2 separate regions of the Rattus norvegicus genome follow, and region 1 is linked to region 2. The links are chromatin contacts, called in public Hi-C maps. All regions are on one chromosome and are shown on one strand. The core of a region is the stretch at or near the end of the contact, and the rest is flanking DNA. Distances in the headings are between cores, read along the strand shown.

The links. A called contact is a pair of places that touch in the nucleus more often than the background predicts.
Region 1: a Hi-C map of liver shows a contact between it and region 2, with 2.9 times the contacts expected there. The contact joins two enhancer-like sites. A contact is called at or near these places in 3 of 12 Hi-C or Micro-C datasets (hepatocytes, kidney and liver).

Annotation. Positions count from the first base shown.
Region 1 is chr20:11,186,113-11,189,754 of GRCr8, reverse strand. LOC120098928 (a long non-coding RNA gene) reads right to left here. Exons shown (of 3, transcript XR_005497707.2): 3 at 3,455-3,642. Among named protein-coding and RNA genes, the nearest start is that of Adarb1, 34 kb to the left of the region's middle. Within about 2 kb of position 1,719, at least 23 of the 93 cell types and tissues checked have an H3K27ac peak or open chromatin away from gene starts, as enhancers often do. A contact at or near this core is called in liver, where this site is marked.
Region 2 is chr20:11,122,510-11,126,544 of GRCr8, reverse strand. All of the region lies in intron 2 of Slx9 (SLX9 ribosome biogenesis factor), which reads right to left. Among named protein-coding and RNA genes, the nearest start is that of Slx9, 10 kb to the right of the region's middle. Within about 2 kb of position 2,699, at least 44 of the 93 cell types and tissues checked have an H3K27ac peak or open chromatin away from gene starts, as enhancers often do. A contact at or near this core is called in liver, where this site is marked.

The DNA of each region.
Region 1 (3,642 bases), core at 470-2,969, 64 kb before region 2:
AGAAGCTGGGGAAAGCCTCCATTGCTGGCCTAGTCAGTTCACCTCTTGGACAGCAGCCCCTGTACAGCCAGTCCCTGGGATCTAAAGTGTAGCTGTCCCCTCCGGGTCAATGGGACCATCATCTTCTTGAAGCAGGGCAGCTGTGATCACCAGCATGTGACCCCACAGGATAGTGTGTAGTAATGTTCTCTTGTGGACGGAGGAGGGAGGCTCACCATTGGGGCTCACATTCCTCAGCAGGTCTTCACAGGGCCCTTCCTCTCCCCAGATCGCAGTCACCATATAAGAGGAGACAATGGAGCTGGAGAGGTGGCTCAGCATTATTAAGAACACCGACTGCTCTTCCAGAGGTCCTGAGTTCAAATCCCAGCAACCACATGGTGGCTCACATCCATCTGATTCTCTCTTCTGATGTGTCCGAAGACAGTGACAATGTACCCACATACGTGGAATGAATAAATCTTTGAAAAAAAAAAAAGAGTAGACAATGGACAATGGATTAGGGTGGGGGCTATACCCCTTGTGTAGCTAGCTCCTCACTCCTCTGCTCCTGTAAATAACCCCAATAAACTCACTGGCTCGCCCAGCTGGGCTCAGTAGAATCCTGCCTTTGGTGCGTTGGTGTGGCCTCTCTAGCTGGTGAGCAGACAGGTCTTTACAACTTCCCTGAAGAGTCGTGCCGCCAGCAAGAACTTCTCGCATGTTGCTCAGCGGTGCAAGTCCCACCCAGAGAACAGCCTGCCCTTTGTCACACTTGCTATCCCATGTGTGCGCTATCAGCACCGCACAGCAGACGCCCACCTCAGCCGCTGTGGCTTCCTGCACTATATCTGGATGACGTGGTACTGTGAGGACGCCTGGGGCTGTGGGAACCAGGCAGCATCGGGCGAGTTCACAATCCCTGGAAGCCCAGGGCTTGGGCCGTTCTCAGCTCTCTTTCTCTTTGAGTGTGTTATTTGGGGCAGGCGTGTGAGTTAACGGCAGATTCTCACCCTGAAGCCACAGCATTTCTAGAAGGAAGGTGGCCTCAGTCACAGGGTAGGGTCATGGCACGGAGCTCCCAGCATTTCTGAGATTCCAAACTGACTGTGGCCAGAGGCTGCCCCATCTCCTGTGATTTTGTTATTTTTTCTCTTTTTCTTCCCAAAAATGGCCCAGAGGAGCAGACCAAAAAAAAAAAAAAAAAAAACCCTTCCAACATTTTATGTCTGAGCTGGTTTTGATTTGTCTGTGGGCAGAGCGGGCGAAGCTGAGGAGGGGATGTTGTTAAGGTGGCAAGTGCAGAATTTGTCGCCTCGCATAAACTCAAATACTAGAGTAGCTCTGTTAAACTGTGAAACATGAATCTCTCTCCAGGCTGGGAATAAACATCTGCAGGGCACAAACCCCAATCCCCAACAGCCACACCCTTGAAACAGGGGCCTTGCAATGCCTGGGCCAGGAGTGCGCACACACACACAAGTGAACATCAGGACACTTTGCAGAAGCCCTGGCTGGCTGGCAGGCTGGCTACACCTAGGCTTCCCTAGGACCCTGACAGCTGTGCCTCTGAGGCTTAGGTGAGCCCCTGGAGCCAGTGCCCACCTGCCCCAAGCTGCGAATCCCAGGCGTCCTGCTCCGAGACATCTGCTACTTCCCTTCTGTGTGTAGCTGCAGGGTTGCTTTCTCCCTGTTATATAAGCCACGACTCTTGTGGGGACAGTGCCTCTGGCGGCTGCTGCAGATACCGTAGGTCAGGGTTCACAGGCTACCAAGACTAACCAGTGACCATAGTGGAACTGCCCCCGCCCAGTGACCCAGCCAGCTGGGTAAAGAACAAGATTGAAATCTCTCAGGCCTAAGGAATGTCTTTTCTCATCGTGAAAGTTGGCCTGAGCTCTGGGGTCTCCTGGTGGACTGGCCTGAGCTGGCCTCTTCCTGGGTCATGGTCATATTTGTTCTCCCATCTCCAGGCCCTAGCCTGTCTCTCCCAACTTACACTGCTGACTGAACCCAAGGCCCAACCACTGAGCTACTTCCTCAGGTCTCTCCTCCTTCTGTTCCTATTTTACAGCTGAGTCTCACTAGATTGACCAGAGCCGTCTGTTATCAGGTGTGAGGTGTCTCTTTTTTTTTTTTTTTTTTTTCCGGAGCTGGGGACCGAACCCAGGGCCTTGTGCCTCCTAGGCAAGTGCTCTACCACTGAGCTAAATCCCCAACGTGAGGCGTCTCTTAAGAACCACCATATTGTGTGCCCTGTGTACCTCTCCTGGGCTTTCTACTCTGCAGAAACTCTCTGGCCCTCCCATTGGATCCTGCTGCTTTGTGACACATTCTAGAACCTCTTTTCAGACCCCCTCAGCTGCTCCATGAACTCATTTCCCAGTGGTTTCCCCCCTTGTTCCCTTGTCCCCTTGGTCTAGAGCATCAGACAGGTGCTTCAGTTTCCAGATGGTGAGGCCTAAACATCTGCTTCCTCTTTGTCGTTGATTTTGATCCTTGGCGGGGGTGGGGGAAATAAGGGGACTATCCTAGCCAGCCAAGTACATAGGAACTCCAGACCCCAGTCCCAGGCTCTGGGATGGTTCTGCCTTCCATCTCCTACCCTCCCTGAGCCCCCTAGACCATCCATGGGGATTCCAGACCTCTGTTTCCCTGAATTCAGATGGCTCTGGTTCCCCCATCCTGCTCTCCCTGAGGACCCGGAGTGAGGATGGCTCTCCCCTCCCTCTCCTCTCCTCCCCTCCTCGACTGCCCCTCTCCTGCTGTCTGATCACCCGTCCTCCCAGAGCCCCTGAGCTGTAGCATTCCTCTTGCACTTTAAGGATCAACCATTTACATTCTTCACTTCCTCAAGCAGAACAGACCACAGGCTGGCTTGCTTCAGGCCTGGGCTGTGGGCAGTAGCGAAAAGGCCCAAGAACGGTGCCAAGTTCTGTGGCCAGGAGATGAAATGCAGCCTCCGTCTTGCACAGGCTGCTGGCGTTTGTAGCCTGAGTGGGGCCAAGACCTGGACCCCTTTCTTATGCAGTCACTCCTGATGAGGTTGTGTCCACAGGTTGAGGCAGACCAGACACACTGGCTGACATGCCTGAGACCCACCCGTGAAAGTCAAGAGCAGAGGTCACTTCACACTTGGTTTGATCTTGCTGCATGTGCACCTACCCCGTGCCTCTCCTGGAACTCTTGTTTGGCTCACAGGACAAAAGTGTTATGTAACTTCCGGTTTCTCCAATCGGTGCAGAAAATGGACGTGCAACCAAATGAGGAAGAGAAGCCAGGCCCAGGCTCCTTCCCCCATGCTGTGGTGCAGACTGTGGCCTTCCTTCCCTTCCCTTCACCAGAGAATTCACCTAGGGCAGGGTTCTCCCCTTTCCTGGTATGTAAAACCTCCTGAGATAGGGCTCCATTCTTAGCTGACGGCAGTACTCAGGCCTAGTACTGCCTAGATGGTCCACCTGATGTGTTATTTACTTGTTGGGATTAGAACATAATTGCATCATTTCCCTGTAGACATATATTTTTCACAACCTACTTTAATAAGGTTCAACCTCCACTCTAGTCCACCACCCACCAGAGGTAATGGAAAAGAAAGGCTATTAGAATATGAGGGAAGCAGGCCTGTTTAGAAATAGTTCTTTGGGGATGATTCCAACCTTCGCT
Region 2 (4,035 bases), core at 1,450-3,949:
AGTAGTGACCGTGCTTTATCAGAGCTGTTTTTAATGATGTTGCTCAGAATGTTTTCTTTCCAGATGATGATTGAGAAGCTAATTTAAAAAAAAATGGTGCCAGGTACCACAAGAGTAACAGAACTGTGCTGTTTTCTCGGGTTTTGTTTTTTTACTTTTTTTTTTTAATGGAGTGTGCTGGATGTCTCTACAGTTTTGGTCAGATGACTGCAGAACCTGGAAAAGCTGTTGCTGCTGTTGATGCATAACACACTGCTATTATTGGTCTTTTTATATAAATATAAATATATATATACAGATATATAATTTGAATTTTTTGAAACTTTACCTGTGCTGTCAACTTTCGAAAAAAGTATCCCCGTTTACTGTGTTGAGTTGGCACTGTACAGAAATTAACAGCCATATTGGTCTAGAAATGTTGAACTTAAGTTTTTTCCATTTGTACAGGGGTAACACACTGTATTAAATATGTAAGGTCTTATATACGTGGGTTTGATTACAAAAACTAATAAAGTATTCTCTAAATAAAAAAAAAAAAAAAAAAAAAAAGAGAACACAAGTGGAGATATATCTGCACCAGGAGCCAGATGACATGGTCCCTCTTCTCAAAGGAAAAAACCCAAGGCTACCACTGCATGCTCTGTGGGAACATCAGTTGGACCTGTCCAATTTAACCAGAAGTTGACTGACTATGGGGCATAGACAACCGGGGCTGTGTGAGCAGAAAGCACTGACGACACAGATGGGCTGGCTCTGAGGGGGCCGGGACAATGCTAGCTAGGCTTCTTTTCTCTAAGGATGGCCTCAGCCCAGTCCTAGGACAGCTGGAGTCAGCTAGGGACACTGCCCAGCCAGAGCAGCAGCCCTGCCCTAAGCATGGAACTGAGGAACTACGAGGCAGGAAGAGGAGCCCCTCACTGGTTACTGGGCATTGGGCGGCTGGGTGGGGATCAGGTCACTGGAATCTCTGCTGCTAGTCTGTCCCACAGCGACACAAAGATGGTCCATGCCCTTGGCCTTAACTGCCTTTCCCAGGGCTGACATGGTTTTAGCCACAGAGAGAACATGGTTTTAGCTTCCAAGAACATCTGTAGAAAACAGTCTCCTGCCATTTCAAACATTTAGATGTTCCTGGACTGTGCAATGGAGAACCTGTGTGTTTAAGGATAAACAAGGCAGAAGCAAGTCCTGTGAGGAGAAGCTGGAGATCCTGGTAAGCTAGCCCAGCCTTTGTTCAGGGAGCGGGCACAAAGCCTCGGCAGCTGGTGACGCAGTTAGGGTCACGGTGCTGGGGTCTGGTGCCCATGCTTCTAGCCTGGGGCTGCACAGCTTGGGCCTGGCTGGGGTAAGAGGGCCCAGGGCTCAGTAGCTACTCCTCCAGCTGGTCCAACAGACGGAGCATCCAATGCACTCCACTGCACTCCAGTGCATACCTAGGCAGATGTCACATGACTAGAAGCAATGTCAAACCACAAGTGAGGTGACAACGGGCCTAAGTGTGGGATGTCAGGCTGGGGTGGGACTTGGGGATTTTCTGAGGTGCATGGAAACTTGTAAGAAAAATGGGCCTGGCACAGCCAAGACAGTTTGGGGGCAGCATGGGGGGGGGAGGCCACACAGAAGTACCCAATGGTAGGACATCCCAGGGGACAGGAAGTAATTCTCTCCAGATGATTCTCTCAACTTTTGGTAACTCTGCAATTACTCCAAAGTAAAAATAACACCAAGGTCAGTGGAGACCAGCTCTAGCAATAACATACCCAGCACCACACAGAAGGATTTCGGAACGAGCTAACTGAGAACGCTAGCTAGAATGTGACCTTTTTAGCCCTCCGTCGCTCCAGAGACAGAACCGAACAGGCTGTTCTTGCAGATGCAAAGGGTTTGGAATGCTGAGGTCATGCAGAAGCTGAGCCCTGACACAGCCCTCGGATCCCGCTTGCCTGGCACTGCATTCACCCTCACTTCACTGGACTCTGCACAGGCTGACTGACGGTTACTCCCTGTGGGCAGAAAGACAGGCCCAGAAGCAGGCAGTAACCAGACAGGCATGGAGAACCTCCATGATGGTGACAGGGATGCTGGAGACCAGAGCAGGCCTGTGCTGGCTGGAGTAGGTACACAGAATGAGCTGTGGCTGCTGCCCAAACAAAGGGAGCTTCCCAGGAGCCACTGTGACAGAACAGCAGCCCAGCCCTAGCTGGGGGACAATGGAGCTCTGAAGTGCTGCTGCTTCCAGCTTCTCCCTGACTACCAGTTGTCGCAGCATTGGCCGAGGCCCTCGTCCTATGAAGGAAGGAGACAGGGCCCAGCAAGCATGTCTGAGGCCTGACAGTAGCAACTGCTGTACTGGGGCAGGACCTCTCAGCCCCAGCTTCTTTTTTTTTTTTTTTTTTTTTTTTTTTTTGGTTCTTTTTTTCGGAGCTGGGGACCGAACCCAGGGCCTTGTGCTTCCTAGGTAAGTGCTCTACCACTGAGCTAAATCCCCAGCCCCGCCCCAGCTTCTTTACCAGAGAACTGGAACCTGGAACGGGTGCTGAGCCTGAGGGAGCAAAACGTTTAAAAGAAAACGTGCAACAAAGCAAGACCTAAGCCAACTGCCACAGAGCAAGCAAGGCTACTGGACAGACAGGAAGGGCGAGAACAGCAGTGACCTTAGCCCTGCACTGGGATTTCCCAGCACCAGAGAGAGATGGAGATGTCACCACCAGGCCTCTGGGGAAGCTCAGTAGCCACAGCAACGAGGGACAGGGGCAAGCATTCTGTGTTGGTCAGCTTTTCAGTACTATGACAACATAGCTCGGATAAGCAGTGCTGGAGAGGCCGGGGCAAGACTGCTGTGAGTTCAAGGTCAGTGTGCACCAGGGTGAGACTCTGTTTCAGGAAAAAAGCAAGTGGGCTGGAGAGGTCAGGCAGCCTCAGTGCTGGCAGTTCAAGCTGCAGTGTTTGAACCCTGGACCAGCAGACGGCAGCAGTCAACTCTCTCACGTTGCCGTGTGACCTCCAGATACATGAGGCAGCTCGTGTGCTTGCACCTGTGCACGTGTACATATGTGTGCTGTACATAGACTGGCAATAAGACACGAAGTTAAGCGTAAACGGGAGAAAGGGTGAGGACTGTCTAATGAGGATAAGGAGGTGGGAGGAACGACCTAACCCCCTAAACACAGGCCACGCCTTCCCCTTCCACTCAAGGCCTGGAGCCCGGACTGCAGAAAGGAGAGTGAGTTGAACTCAAATATCCACCCCTCTCTGCTTCCTGGCTGTGGGCAGAGGCAGTGGCTCAGGAAGGCACCTGGGTACCAGTGAGTGGGCCAGGAGAACCCTACAAAGTCCCTGGGGTTGCCAAGGCCCTAAAACGATGGCATCTCCCTGTGGAGTCTGGGAAATACACAGGACAGGGGTATCCGACGGGAGGCAGCCAGGTCAAAGGTCAAGGTCATAGGAAAGGATCTGCTAACTGAACGGTGACATCTGCACATAGCACATACAAGCAAGCCTTTCTACTTCTTGTACAATCCCCTCACAGCCCCCATTTTATCTCAAAACCTACAGCTGCCCTCTAGCCCAGCTGCTGATGGATGACGTAGCGAGGAGCCGAGAGCCTCAGTGGGACACTGCCAGTCAAGCTCCTCGAACAGCAGAAATATGCTGAGGACCCAAAATAGCCCAGCCACTTGGTCCACAGTACATGCTCAGGTGACACCCACTCCTGCCTGTCCTCCTCAGGCCAACGAGTGTCCCAAACACCCCAAGCAGGGAACAGATGCCCCTAGACAGCTAAACAGCCTTCAATATCCTGGTGGTAGGCATGAGGTCACCTCCCTTGGAGGTCCCCAGCAGCTGGGGACAACCTGTAAGGACAGAAGAGCTCCTGAGTCTTCTGGTCGCAAACAAGAGCGTATGAGGAGAAATGACGTCTCTTTGAAGCTACCTGTCACCAGGTGAAATGGCCTGGGACAAAGCAGTGAGGACTCTCTGAGTACCCAAGGCTAAAGGACCAGGTGGGTCCTGAGAGCAAATGGGCGTGTGGCT